Regions from separate parts of the Mus musculus genome. Here region 1 is linked to region 2. The links are chromatin contacts, called in public HiChIP or PLAC-seq maps. All regions are on one chromosome and are shown on one strand. The core of a region is the stretch at or near the end of the contact, and the rest is flanking DNA. Distances in the headings are between cores, read along the strand shown.

What was found. HiChIP or PLAC-seq counts read pairs in DNA pulled down with a chosen protein or histone mark.
Region 1: an H3K27ac HiChIP or PLAC-seq map of microglia shows a contact between it and region 2, with 6 times the contacts expected there. The contact joins two enhancer-like sites. A contact is called at or near these places in 1 of 484 Hi-C or Micro-C datasets (embryonic stem cells) and 1 of 115 datasets of contacts at active chromatin or transcription factors (microglia).

Annotation. Positions count from the first base shown.
Region 1 is chr11:98,119,200-98,126,064 of GRCm38.p6, reverse strand. The region is part of intron 2 of Fbxl20 (F-box and leucine-rich repeat protein 20); the gene reads left to right. Among named protein-coding and RNA genes, the nearest start is that of Fbxl20, 27 kb to the left of the region's middle. Within about 2 kb of position 4,719, at least 18 of the 459 cell types and tissues checked have an H3K27ac peak or open chromatin away from gene starts, as enhancers often do. A contact at or near this core is called in microglia, where this site is marked.
Region 2 is chr11:97,716,669-97,723,495 of GRCm38.p6, reverse strand. It overlaps Pip4k2b (phosphatidylinositol-5-phosphate 4-kinase, type II, beta), which reads left to right. Exons shown (of 10, transcript NM_054051.1): 6 at 518-556; 7 at 1,021-1,134; 8 at 3,015-3,273; 9 at 3,663-3,766; 10 at 4,557-6,827. The coding sequence ends at 4,637. Among named protein-coding and RNA genes, the nearest start is that of Psmb3, 17 kb to the right of the region's middle. Within about 2 kb of position 5,030, at least 99 of the 459 cell types and tissues checked have an H3K27ac peak or open chromatin away from gene starts, as enhancers often do. A contact at or near this core is called in microglia, where this site is marked.

The sequences.
Region 1 (6,865 bases), core at 3,470-5,969, 400 kb before region 2:
GTGGCACCCAAATCCCTTGCCTGCAGAGTTTTCTGTAGAGCCAATCCTCACCTCCTTCCAGACAGAATCCTTCTGGGTATCAGTTCTGTCTCCAGCCCCAGGCAACTGCACTCTACTTTCTGCCTCCATGGACTTGTCTACCCAGGACATTTCCTATAATAGGGATAGAGTCATTAGGCTCTTGTGTCTGACTTCTTCCAAACATGCATACAGGTCACAGGATATATTTATATTTTGTTCTTTTTAAGATAAAGAAACAGTCCAGAGTATGGATGTGCCACACTGTTTACTCTTCTTTTTATAGTAACTGGGCTATTTGTACTTTTGACTATTATCAATAGTGCTACTATAGCCATTCTAACTACTTGGTTCCATTTATTTATTTGGGGGCAGGGGTCCTAGGGATCCAACACAGAACTCCATGCATATTGGCAAACGCCTTTCTTCCTTCACAGAGCCATTTTACCAGTCCTCAGCCCAATTATTATTACTGTCCTAACTATAAAAGTGGGAGTGCTGGTGATGTGATATTTCTAAATTTAGCTTTTTGAGAACTGCCAGGCTGTTTTCCACGAAGCTGTTTAGGAGGGTCAGTCCCTCCTCCGTTACTACATGTCCACCCAACTGGGTTTTTGTTCGATTTCCAAATATAGTTCAGGTTGGCTTCTGTGTCATCATCTCCTGGTCTCAGCCTCCTGGGTGCTGGGAATCCATGTGGGTGAAGGTATCACCGTGTCAGCAGAAAAGGGGAGCTGGGGTCTGCACTGCTGGGTTGCACTGTTGGGTCTGCAGTGTTGCGGTCTGCACTGATGGGGTCCACACTGGGTTTGCAATGTTGGGGTCAGCACTGCTTTGGTCTATACTGTGACTTTTTTCTAAGTTTGAAATTACTGAAGAAAACTTGTTTCCTTTTTTTTTGGTTGTTGGGTTTTTTTTGTTTGTTTGTTTGTTTGTTTGTTTTTTTTTTGAGACAGGGTGTCACTATGCTCACTATATGGCCCTGGCTATCCTTGAACTCAGGTCTGCCTGACTTTGCTTCCCAAGTGCTGGGATTACAGGTGTGCACTGCCACACCCTGTCTACCTTATTCATCTAAATGATTCATGCTCAAGATATTACTCTAATGAAATTAGAAACCGTTCAAGAAAAATGATTTAGCCGTGTAAGAAAAAAAACTAGAATCTGACAGCTGGTAGTTGAGTCTAAAAACTTTAATACAGCTACAAAAAAAAAATGACAAAATGAAAATCTATTTACTTCTCTACCTACAGGTTCATGATACGTTCTGTGAACAATGCTCTAGATGAATAGAGAGCATGCAGATCGATGTTAACATCCCTGGCTGCTAGGTGATTACATCAAAAAAGCATTGCCTTTAAAGTTAGAAAGAAGGCAGGGGTCACCTCCATTCAATAGGACTTGTACATTCTCCCTAAAATAATAATCCATGAAACAATTGATGCTATCAAGATTTACAAGCTAGCTGGGCGGTGGTGCCGAACGCCATTAATCCAAGCACTTGTGAGGCAGAGGCAGGCAGATTTCTGAGTTCGAGGCCAGTCTGGTCTACAGAGTGAGATCAGCCAGGGCTACACAGAGAAACCCTGTCTCGAAAAACCAAAAGGAAAAAAAAAAGATACTTTAAAAAAAATGTATTTATTTTATGTATATGAGTATACCATTGCTCTCTTCAGACACACCAGAAGAGGGCATCGGATCCCATTACAGATGGTTGTGAGCCACCATGTGGTTGCTGGGAATTGAACTCAGGAACTCTGGAAGAGCAGCCAGTGCCCTTAATTGCTGAGCCATCTCTCCAGCCCTTGAAGCTGTTTTCAACTGCCAGTAATTAACACTCTTTCAACCCCAACCAAACAATATGGAGATTATTTTAGGTAAACTGAAATGGAAAAATAAAACAGGCTATCAGGTTGATTGGTTTAGGGACCTGCAAGATTTTAAGCCAAGTTGTGGGTTCTGTGGTAACCAGCCAGTTATTGGCCTTTAAAGCTGCTTTTCCTTATGGGTACTTGATGGCCACTGGCAAATACCAGACTACTGTCTTTCTGTTTGCTCTGGGTATAGAAATAGTTAATATTGATCCCTAGTAATATCTTCTCACAGATTGTAGCCCAGTTAGTCCAGTCTGAACCACTCACTTTAACTGCCCCACACTAGTCAGCTCGAATGAAGTGGACTCTGGAGAGTCAGAGTGCACACACCACAGAAGTGCACATAGAGAAGCCATGCTCCTCCTTCAGTTAGGGTTCCCTCAAGTGAGGTTCCCGTCAGCCAGCCTTTTGATAGGTTTCAGACATACGCACTGCTACGACAAAATAGTTGACCTAGATAAAGCACATGATGAATACAGTTTATTTCTCACGAGTTCTGGAGACTGGGAAGTCCAAGGGCAAGGTGTTGATAGATGATCACCTTGTCAATACATTGTAACCTAGTCAAAGATTAGTCACTGCCTGGGCGATGGTGACACAGAGCTTTAATCTCAGCACATGGGAAGCAAAGGCAGGCAGATCTCTGTGAGTGCAAGGCCAGCCTGGTCTGCAGAGTGAGTTCCAGGACAGCCAGGGCTACACAGAGAAACCCTGTCTGGGAAAAACTGAAAGAAAAACAAACAGACAAAAAAGAAAAGTCCACTCTTTTTCTACCCTATTCCCTGATAAAAGTACTCTCTGGTCGCCTCATGAACTACCTATAAGTTCCAATATGCTTTGTGTCTACTGGTGGTTTTGAGAGTCCTTCCAGTGTAACTCTGACTGGCCTTGAGCCTTCAGCAATCATCCTGACTCAGCCTCGTGAGTGCTAAAAGGAACCAGCACACCAGGCTTCAGGTCTAAAGTCTTAATGACTGTTTCAGTGACAGTACGTTTCTACACTGGTTTTGCAAAACTTTGTATTTCTCATGAGGTCAATGGCCTTTTATTTTTTTTTTATTTATTTATTTTTTTTTGGTTTTTCGAGACAGGGTTTCTCTGTATAGCCCTGGCTGTCCTGGAACTCACTTTGTAGACCAGGCTGGCCTTGAACTCAGAAATCCGCCTGCCTCTGCCTCCGGAGTGCTGGGATTAAAGGCATGCGCCACCACGCCCGGCTCCTTTTATTTTTTTTAAGATTTATTTATTTATTATATGTAAGTACACTGTAGCTGTCTTCAGACACACCAGAAGAGGGCATCAGATCTCATTACAGATGGTTGTGAGCCACCATGTGGTTGCTGGGATTTGAACTCCCGACCTTTGGAAGAGCAGTCAGTGCTCTTAACCACTGAGCCATCTCACCAGCCCTTGTTTTTATTGATTGATTGATTGATATTTGGTGGTTTTTGTAGTCTTGGCTGGTCTGGATTGCAAGCTGTACATCAAGATGAACTCAAAGTCCTAGAGTTGTCTTGGCATGGTGGCACATGCCTTTAATTACAGCATTTTCGAAGCAGAAGAAGGAGGATGACTGCTGTAAGTTGAGGCCAGCCTGGTCTACAAAGTTCCAGGACAGCCAGAACTTTGTAGAACCCTTGTCTCAACACGAAAAAGCAAGAACAAAAATTCTTTGAGTCAATCTACTTCTCCCTCCTGAATTTTAATTATATGAATCTGGGTTTCTGTTTACATACATGTGTATGCCATGTGCATGTTGGGTGCCTTTGGAAGCTAGAAGAGGGCATAGAATCCCTTGTAACTGGAGTTATAGACATTTGTGAGATGTCATGACCTGATTTAGTTGTGGATCAAAGGTAATTTTCTATGTTTTAGGTAAACACGTAATAGAATTACCATTTTTTATTGCAAAATAAGCATTCTAATAACCATGATTTTACCCCAGTAAAACATTTTTTGTTTTGTTTGAAACACTGTCCATCTCTACAGCCCTGGCTCACTGTGTAGACCAGGCTGGCCTCAAACTTGAGATGCACCTGCCTCTGCCTCCTGAGCACTGGGACTAAATGTATGCGCCGCCAGGCCCATCGTTCGGCCTACTTTTGTATTTTTTCAAAAAAGAAAGAGAAACTCCCAGGAGGCCCCTGACCTCAGAGCACGTGGTCAGCCTGAGAAGCGAGCTCTTCCCCCCCCCCCCCCCCCCCGTTCGTTTTCATCCTTCCTGATCCTTCCTGATCATTATCACAGTGAACCTGGAAGTGAACAGGTTTCACTTCCCAGCAGACGCACTTGGCTGGCATTCCTCTACCGCGGAGCATGGGCCCAGTATGGTCAAAGAGAAATGACAGAGGATTCCTACAGGACATTATTTACTTTCTGTGCTTGGGTGTTTTTTCTGCATGGCTATCTGTGTATCAGATGTGTACAGTAACCACAGGCCAAAAGAGGGCATTGGCCCCTCTGGGACGGAGTTACAGAAGGTAGTGGCTGCCGTGTGCGGCTTGTTTTGTGTAGAGATTACTTTTACTTCCTGAAGACATTGGTGTCTCAAGTTTTCTGCCTCCATCCGGGCGTGGTGGAGCACGCCTTTTATCCTACCACTCGGGAGGAAGAGGCAGGCAGGGTTTCTGAGTTCAAGGCCAGCCTGGTCTACAGAGTGAGTTCCAGGACAGCCAGGGCTACACAGAGAAACCCTGTCTTGAAAAAAAAAAAAGAAAAGAAGTTTCCTGCCTCCATTTGTTAACTTAGGCCCAGTCCCAGGAGCTTGTAGCCTCCATACAATCTTTAGTAGGCCTAGAATGTTTCAGCCTCTGAGACTTGCTGCTGAATAAGCTCACCCTTTCTTGTGCTCACTGAGCTCTGACTGGCTGATTCAACTCAGCTGCTCTGCCTCAAACTCCTCTCCAAGCTGACCGATTCAATCTGGCTTCTCTCAGCTTCTCCTGACTTGTTCTGTTTGACCTCAAACTCTCGCAATCTGTTCTAATCTTCTGGCGCCTGCTCATCCTCTGGCTCATTCTGTCTTTACCTGTGTCCAGCTGGTTTTCTCTGCAACTTGTCTCTGTGTAACTGTTCCATTAGAACTGCTCGCCCCTCCCCCTGCACTGCCCCTCAAGTAGCTTCCCTTTCCTTTCTCTTCTCATGAGAGTTGGGCAGATCCTGTTCTGTCAACTCTTCCTCGGATTTGTCACTTTGCCTGCCACCCAGTTAGACATCACTTTTAAACTTGGGTGCTTCCTTCGACAAACTAACTTTACCTTCAGTGTTTACTATTAAAGGAGTGCACTAAGTGGGTGTCTGAATTCCAGCCAGAGGGATTAAAGGTGTGTGCTAAAGGCTGAGCCTCACCACACCTAGAAACAGGTTTTTCAGTAAATAACACAATCTCAGAGCTTGGTGTGGTGGCGCACGCCTTTAATCCCAGCACTTGGGAGGCAGAGGCAGGCGGATTTCTGAGTTCAAGGCCAGCCTGGGCTACACAGAGAAACAATCTCAGGATTCACAGTGTGATCAAATATCCTGCAACATTTTGCTTTTTTTTCCTTTTAGCTTTTCATTTATTTTACGTGTATTTTGCCTTTATATATTCGTGTGCACACATGCATGTCTAGTGTCCTCCTTGGATCCCCTGGAACTGTAGCTACAGATGGTTGTGAGCCACCTTGTGGGTGCTGGGAGTTGAATCCGAGTCCTCCATAAGAACAAGTGCTCAACCCCTGAGCCATCTCTCCAGCCCAGCCTACTTAGAGCAGTAGGACTTTCCAGAGAGTTCTAATAGTAATATAGATGATAAAGTAGTTAACTGCTGTTATAGTTTGGATCCTGAATGTCTTCCAAAAGCCTAAGACGACTTGGTCCTTAGTCTTTGGTTCTCTTAGGAGGTCGAATAGCCCTTAGGAGTTAGGGCCTAGTCAGATATGAGCCCTTGAGGGGAGTATTGGGAACCTGGTCTCTCCGTGCCTCTCTCTCTCTTTGCTTCCTGGCTATCACATGTCCCCTCATGTTGCCATCCCACCTAACCAACAATCTAAGCAACAGCATAGCAAAATAACTGTGTTATAAAAACCTGAAATCACGTGATCATCACCTATTTTGTGCAGTGGTGAAAGTCTAACATAGTATACACTGAAGTACTTATGTGCTCTATACAGTGTAGATTAAAAAAGGCTCGCATACCAGTGAGTAGCATTTTGGTTAAAATAATGGTGCTGGAAAGTACCTAGATAACAGCTCAGGTGTCTGGCATGGCCTCTCCAGATCTGTGAGGAGAGACACACAAAAGGGCTGAGAGTGCTGGCACACACCTGTGATCCCAACCCAGCCTGGTCTACAGTTGAGAGTCCTGGGATAACCAGGGCCACTCAGACTATCTCAACCCCTCTTCCCCCAAACAGACAGGAAACCAGAGAGGTGAGCTGGAGAGGTGGCTCAGCAGCTCTTAGCACTGGTATTCTTACATTGCATCCGGGTTAGATTCCCAGCACACACATCGTGGCTTATGGCTCCCATAACTTCAATTCCAAAGGATATCATGCCTTTTTCTGATACCTGTAGGGACCAAACATACAGTTTGTATATATGTATATGTATATGTATATGTATATGTATATGTATATGTATATGTATATGTATATGTGTGTGTGTGTGTGTGTGTGTGTGTGTATGTAATGAATATGTATGTAATGTATACGTGTATATATACCTGTGTGCACACACACACGTGCATGCATGCAAGCAGAACAATCATACACAGAAAACAAGATAAATCAGAAGCAAGACTTGGAGCCGGGTGTGGTGGCACACGCCTTTAGTCCCAGCACTTGGGAGGCAGAGACAGGCGGATTTATGAGTTCGAGGCCAGCCTGATCTACAGAGTGACTTCCAGGACAGCCAGGGCTACACAGAGAGACCCTGTCTCGCCAAAAAAAAAAAAAAAAAAAAAAAAAGAAGCAAGACTCAGGCAAACAGCAGCA
Region 2 (6,827 bases), core at 3,781-6,280:
CTTGCTCAAAGGAGTTTGCCCCTGGGACTAGGGTGATGGCTCAGTGGGTAAAGCACTCACTGTGAAATCCTGAAGGGCAATGTGCTGTCCGGAGCACCCAAGAAAAACGGCAGGCATCGGGCTGTTCACTTCTGATGCCAGTACTCGGAAGCAAAACCAGGAAGGTCACTGGGGCTTGCTGGCCGGTCCTCCCCGCACCCCCCGCACCCCCCCCCCCCACACACACATGAAAAGTGGACAGAGAACCTAGTACTTGGGAGGTAGAGGCAGGCAGGTCCCTGTGAGTTGGAGGCTAGCCTGGTCTACATAGTGAGTTCCAGGGCAGCCAGGGCTACATAGGGAAGCCCTGTGTGTCAAAAAGCCAAAAAGCCAAAAAAAAAAAAAAAAAAAAAAAGGAGAGGAAAACACCTGCTGTCAGCCTCTGGCCCCTATGCACACGTACTTGTATGTTACACACATGTGTATCTGCAAAAGGAGTTTGCATCAGTGTGACTTCTGGTGTCTCTTGTCCCTCCAGGGTTCCACTGTTGCCAGAGAAGCCAGTGACAAGGAAAAGGTATGTGAAAAGGTCGCTTGCCCGGTGACACCTTCTGTTGGCCATCTGTCATGTCCCCTCTGTGACCCCCAGCCCAGCTCCCAGGCATATCAACATAGAAGGTTCTGCGTCATTAAGTCCTGCCTGCCCTTGGCACACTCAGCACTGGCTTCTGCCTTCGCTGGGTTCTTTGTGGTTCTGTTGGGATGGAGAAGGTGTCCGTGTCCAGCCTGAGCCAGTCAGTAGTTCCCTAAGCTCGGCCAAGGCTCAGCAGGAGGGGTTACTCAGTGTCCAGTACACGTCACGATTGCTGTCATTACCTGTCTCACACTCGCCTCTCTGACGCTGTGCATCTGTGTTAAGGATCACTCCCCTCTCTGCACACTGCTCCCAGCAGACGGCCAGGTCATGCTTCCTGGTTGAGTGAGTTAACCTGAGCGAGTTAGCCCAAGTGAGTTAACTTGACTATGCTGTTGCCCTCCCAGGCTAAGGACTTGCCAACTTTCAAAGATAATGACTTCCTCAACGAAGGGCAGAAGCTGCACGTGGGAGAAGAGAGCAAAAAGAACTTCCTGGAAAAACTGAAGCGGGACGTTGAGGTATCCTCTAACCTCTGTCTTCACCCTGTTTGCCGACCAGGAGCCTTGTTAGCCTTCAGAGAGTGGAACTCACTGTTCCTAGCTGAGAGAGTGGTGTCGGTGTGAGCCTTGCCTAAAACCTGTATGGTTGGGCAACACTGTCTTAGTTTTACTTTTCTGTGGCTGTGATAAAACACCACGACCAACTGGGCGTGGTGGTGCTCGCCTTTAATCCCAGCACTCGGGAGTCAGAGGCAGGTGTATTTCTGAGTTCGAGGCCAGCCTGGTCTACAGAGTGAGTTCCAGGACAGCCAGGGCTACACAGAGAAACCCTGTCTCGAAAAAACAAAAACAAAAACAAAAACAAAAACACCACGACCAAGGCAATGGAGAAAAGAAAGCCTGTAATTGGGCTTCTGGTTCCAGAGGGCTAGAGAGTCCTGTAATGGCGGAAAGAAGGCATGGCGGCAGGCGGAGAGCTCACAGCTGCCTGCAGGCAGGAGGCAGAGCATATGATGAGAGTGGCCCACTGAGCCATCTCACCAGCCCGAGAGTGGCCCAGTCTTTTGAAACCTCAAAGCCTACCTCAGCCACACCCCTCCTCCAATAAGGCCACACCTCCTAATCCTTCCCAAGCAGTTCCATCAGCTGGGGACCAAGCATGAAAATATATGAGCCCGTAGGGGCCATTCATTCTCTCCCAAACCTCCACTAACATTTTATAGGTGGGGCGTTTGGAGCCCAGAGTGGACTGTTTTTACTAGACATTTTACACACACAGCTCCCACAGTGGAAGGGCATATAGCATTAGTGACAGGAAACCAGCTGTTGTGGTCCTCCAACCAGCTGTTCCCTGGCTCTGACTCACTCCTTCCCCAGTGGGGAGGGTCCAGAATTCTCTGCCCGACATGGCTTCCTTTGATCTTCAGCAAAGAGTGGTGGGCTGGGGTTGCCTTTCTGTTTTTTTATTTTTGTTGTTGTTTTGTTTTTGTGGTGTGTGTTTGTATGTGCTTGCGAGTGTGTGTTGCCTATCTCTGTGTATCCAAGTTTGTGCAGGTACCTGTGGAAACTAGAAGAGGATGTTTGAACTCCTGGAGCTGGAGTTACAGGCAGTTGTAAGCTGCCTCATGTGGGTGCTGGGAACTGAACCCAGGTCCTATGGAAGAGCAGCCAGCGCTCTCTAACCACTGAACCATCTCTCCAGCAGAGTGTTATATATTAAATGAAAATTTTTAAAAAATCTTTTTTGTTTTGTTTTGTTTTTGTTGTTTTGGTTTTTCGAGTCAGGGTTTATCTGTGTAGCCCTGGCTGTCCTGGAACTCACTCTGTAGACCAGGCTGGCCCCGAACTCAGAAATTTGCCTGCCTCTGCCTTCCAAGTGCTGGGATTAAATTTGTGCATGACCACACCCAGTTTAAAAACAAAACAAAACAAACAAACAAACAAACCCCCTTAAGGCTAGCCTGGCCAGCCTGCTCTATTGGCCTTGGGCTCAGAGGCACCTGGGAGTGGTGGCTTGAGAGGAATGGCTGTGTGGTGTCAGTCTCTCCATCTTCCCTGGTGCTGCATGCTGTCATGCTGCGTTCCTCAGACTCTCTGGCAGCAGGTACTTTGATCTTTACCCTACAGCCTGTGCCTGTCTGGCTGCTCTTCTTCCTGTAGCCACAGCCCTGTGCCTAGCCTCAGGGAGTCCTGCCACCCTGCCGCCAGCCTTATACCTCCTTGCCCTGCTGAGCAGTTGCCTCGCCTCAGACACCACTCTCGTGGTGGAGACTACTCCCGCTGCACTTTTAAAGCCCGAGTGGGGAGGAGTTGAATGGGTTGCTTCCTCCCTTTCCAGATGTGGGGGGAGGGGGGGCATCCCATATAAACCTCTCACTGGTCCGTTCGCTTCTTTCTAGTTCCTGGCCCAGCTGAAGATCATGGATTACAGTCTCCTGGTGGGCATCCACGACGTGGACCGGGCAGAGCAGGAGGAGATGGAGGTGGAAGAGCGAGCGGAGGAGGAGGAATGCGAGAATGATGGGGTGGGTGGCAGCCTGCTCTGCTCCTATGGCACGCCTCCAGACAGCCCTGGCAACCTCCTGAGCTTCCCCCGGTTCTTCGGCCCAGGAGAGTTCGACCCCTCTGTGGACGTCTATGCCATGAAAAGCCATGAAAGTAAGAGCTCGTGCCGCTCTGCCCAGCCAGCCCCGAGTGCTCTGCTCACTGTTGCAATTGGGGGGGGGGGTTGTCTGCATCCCCACCTCATTCACGGGTGATTTACCATCTCCGGCCACCCTGAGGGGACTGGAACCTGGGGTTCCTGGGGTTCCTTCTCGCCAGTCCTCTCATGTCACCTCTCTGGCTGTCTTGGATGATAATGCATAGCTCACGGGAAGGACAGACCCTTGTGCATTGCTGCTTTGGTCCTACAGCGACCAAAGTTTGGAGGAGACAGGATTATAAGGAACCTTCTGCTCCCTGACTCTGAAAGGACAGAGGGATGCTGAACCTGGGACCCAGGAGGTATGGCTGTGCCCCAGACACGTTTTATCCTCTCTGTGCAGGTGCCCCTAAGAAGGAGGTCTATTTCATGGCCATCATTGACATCCTCACACCCTATGACGCTAAGAAGAAAGCTGCACACGCCGCCAAAACGGTGAAACATGGGGTGAGTGGGTTCCCAGCCTCCTCCGGGCCCAGCCTAGTGCAGTACATCTGTGCCCCTCTCAGAGCGCCCAGAGGGTGCTCTGGGGAAGTGCCCGTGCCCTTCTCCCCAGTTGCGTCGGAGAGCAACCCCGCTGCCTTCCCTTGTCTGCCTGCGTTTCCATCTCTGCCCAGCCTGGCCAGGTGATAAACACACCTTGGTTTTCCCAGGAGTTGTCTGGCCTTTGGGCCTGAGCTGCCGGCTGCCTTCCCCCGGGGGCTGCTGGGCGCTGCACATCTTGTTGAACAGCCAAGAATAGCTTTGTTTACACGCGCACAGTGCTCCCCACAGACCGGGCTCCCCACACACTGTCCCCCACAGAGGCCAGGACCTTTGTGCCACCTCTACGTTGTCTTTCTACTTCTAAAGTGAGTGTGTCAGTCAGAGGAGAGCCCCAGAGAGCTCTGATGTGACATACAAGCCACTTCCTTAGGTGGCCTGCCCAGCCTGGTGATCCTTGGTGCTGAATGACAGGCTCATTGTCTAATGACACACCAGTGCTTGTGAGACTGAGGCAGGAAGACTAAATTCAGTCAGCACTGGCCACACCCAAAACCATGAAGGTTGAGAACCAGAACCAGTAGTCTTAAAATTAAGTGGTTTTTGTTGTTGTTGTTGTTTGTTTGTTTGTTTGTTTGTTTTCTAAACAATAAATAGAAAAGCCCCAGCAGACTCCATGCCTCTCAGCTGTCACCTCCTGGGCTTCTGGTCAGGCTTGAACCTCTGACCCAAGTCCATGTCTTGTGTGTTCCAGGCAGGGGCTGAGATCTCCACTGTGAACCCGGAGCAGTACTCAAAACGCTTCAACGAGTTCATGTCCAACATCCTGACGTAATCATCTCTGCCTTCTGCCAGAGCCAGACTGCTGGACCAGGGGTCGGGGATCGGGAGAGGGAGAGGGTATATCTGGGCCGGGAGGGTGGGGAGCAGAGTGGGGGCTTGCGAGGGCTTTAGTTAAGGGACTGCAGCCTGTGACCTGAAGGAAGAAGGGGACGGGCTGTTTGCACGTGCTCACAGGATGCAGCCTTACTTCCCGAGCACCCTCGATCCGCCTCTTTTGCCCCTGGTTAAAACAGGGTTTCCTCTTCGGTATCTCCGTAACCTATGATACCCGGGAGCTGGAGTTGACTTTGTGGGTTTCTTTGGGTTTGTTTCTTCAATTCACTGCTCCAGGATTGCTCTTTCTAATGCTGTATGTCATCACCCTCGGGGCCCTCCCTCTTCCTGTCAGGCTCTCAGTTCCCTTCAGTTCAGGCCAGCACAAGGGACGAGAAGAGCAGTTGCTCAGACACCTCAGTCAGCCACGGTTTGTTCTCACCTAGATGGACTCTTTTATTTCCTGGAGTATTGTGCATCACCCCTCCCCCCCTCATGCTTCCACCTTGGAGCCAAGTGAAACCTTGGCTCCCTCACCCCATCCTCACAGAAGAACATGGCAGGTTGACCCTGACGCCTTGGACCGGAGTCAGAGGCCTCAGAGGGGAACAGGTTCGTCTTCATGAGACGGTGAATGACCAGGAAGCAGCCCTCAGACAGCCGGTTCTCAAAGAACCCAGAGATCACCACCCCGGCCACCTGCGCCTCTGAGTGGAATTCTGATGTCTGTCAAGGCCGCCACCCACCGGCTCCAGAGGAACTATCAAGCATCGTGGCATTTATTGGGGCCCCTGTGTTTCGATGACTGTTTCCCTTTGGGAAAATCCCAGAAACTAAGATGTGTAAACCGGGCCCGTATGCACCCTCCATATCCTAACTACTGACCTCTGGGTGCAGTCGCCTGTAACTGGCAAATGGTCAATGCAGAGCTCATCGCAGAGCTGCCACTCCAAGCCTGGCCCGCCGTGCAGGTGTGTCTGGCTCCTGTGCCTGTGACTTCTCACCTGGACAGCTTTAGCCAGCAAGGTGCTCCACCTGAGGTTGCCTGAGTCACCTGAGGAGGTGACCCCAGGAAAGCCTGTTTGTTTGGAGGCCTGACACGGGGCTTTGCCCATCCCCCAGCCCCAGGGCTGACGGATTTTCCTTGTCACCCTCACTCTTTCTGGACTTGGGATCTGCCCCCGGTCCTCCTTGGAAAGAGTGACAGCCCGCAGCCTCCTTCAGGATTCTGGCCCAGGGCCTCAGAAGGGAGCTACACAAGTCATTCTGATGCCACCAGAGCAAGTGGTTGCCAGGAAGAAAAACAAAACGGTCTCGCCGGCCTGCCCTTGGAGGAGGTAAACTCCCTACCTCTTCCCAGCTCCCTCAGGAGGAATCCGGAATTTAGGATGAGATGGATTTTTGTAGATAACCCCAAAGATGTGAAGCTGGTTTGTGAAGCTGTCGTGGGTGAATAGATGATTCCCAACGCCTGCCCCCCAAACTGGCCCAGCTCAGCTTGGGGAGCTGGGGAGTGGCCACTGTGCCGTGTCCTCCCTATCCCTGCACTGAACTAAGACAGGAAAAGCAAGATGGCAGTCTTGGGCTTCTCTGGGGCTGCCAATTGGGTGAGGCAGGTGGGGGCCCACTCCTTCCCAGGAAGAGAACCAGGTAAGGTTCTGGTGGGCAGAACCACGGGGGACTTGGGGAAGGACTCAGAAACCATGTGATTCGAGGAGAAAGGATTTTAATGTAGGAGAGGGGTTACGTAGGAATAATGTCTGGACTTGATTTCTCACCTCACAATCAAGAGTAAGGACTCTGGATCTGCCCCAGGCTTGGAAGTCGAAGCTCCTGGCTGATCCTGTTGTGTGTTTGCAGCCGGCTAACTGGGTTAACGGTGGGATTTGGGGGGGGGGTTATTTCGTTTCGTTGTATATTGTTTACAATTTTGAGAGGTAGCTTTCTGTTTCAAGCTCTCTGTTTTCCTGACAGTATTGTTGAGTGGGTCAAAATATTCAAGCTGTGGTTTGGTGGATTTTAGGTTTGTTGTTTTTTTGTTTTGTTTTGTTTTGTTTTTTAGGTCATTCTCTGCGCCATCTTCAAAACCCTGAGGTTTGACTTTCTGATTCCTTGGCATTCATTCGTGTGTTTAAAAGCTATTTATCTT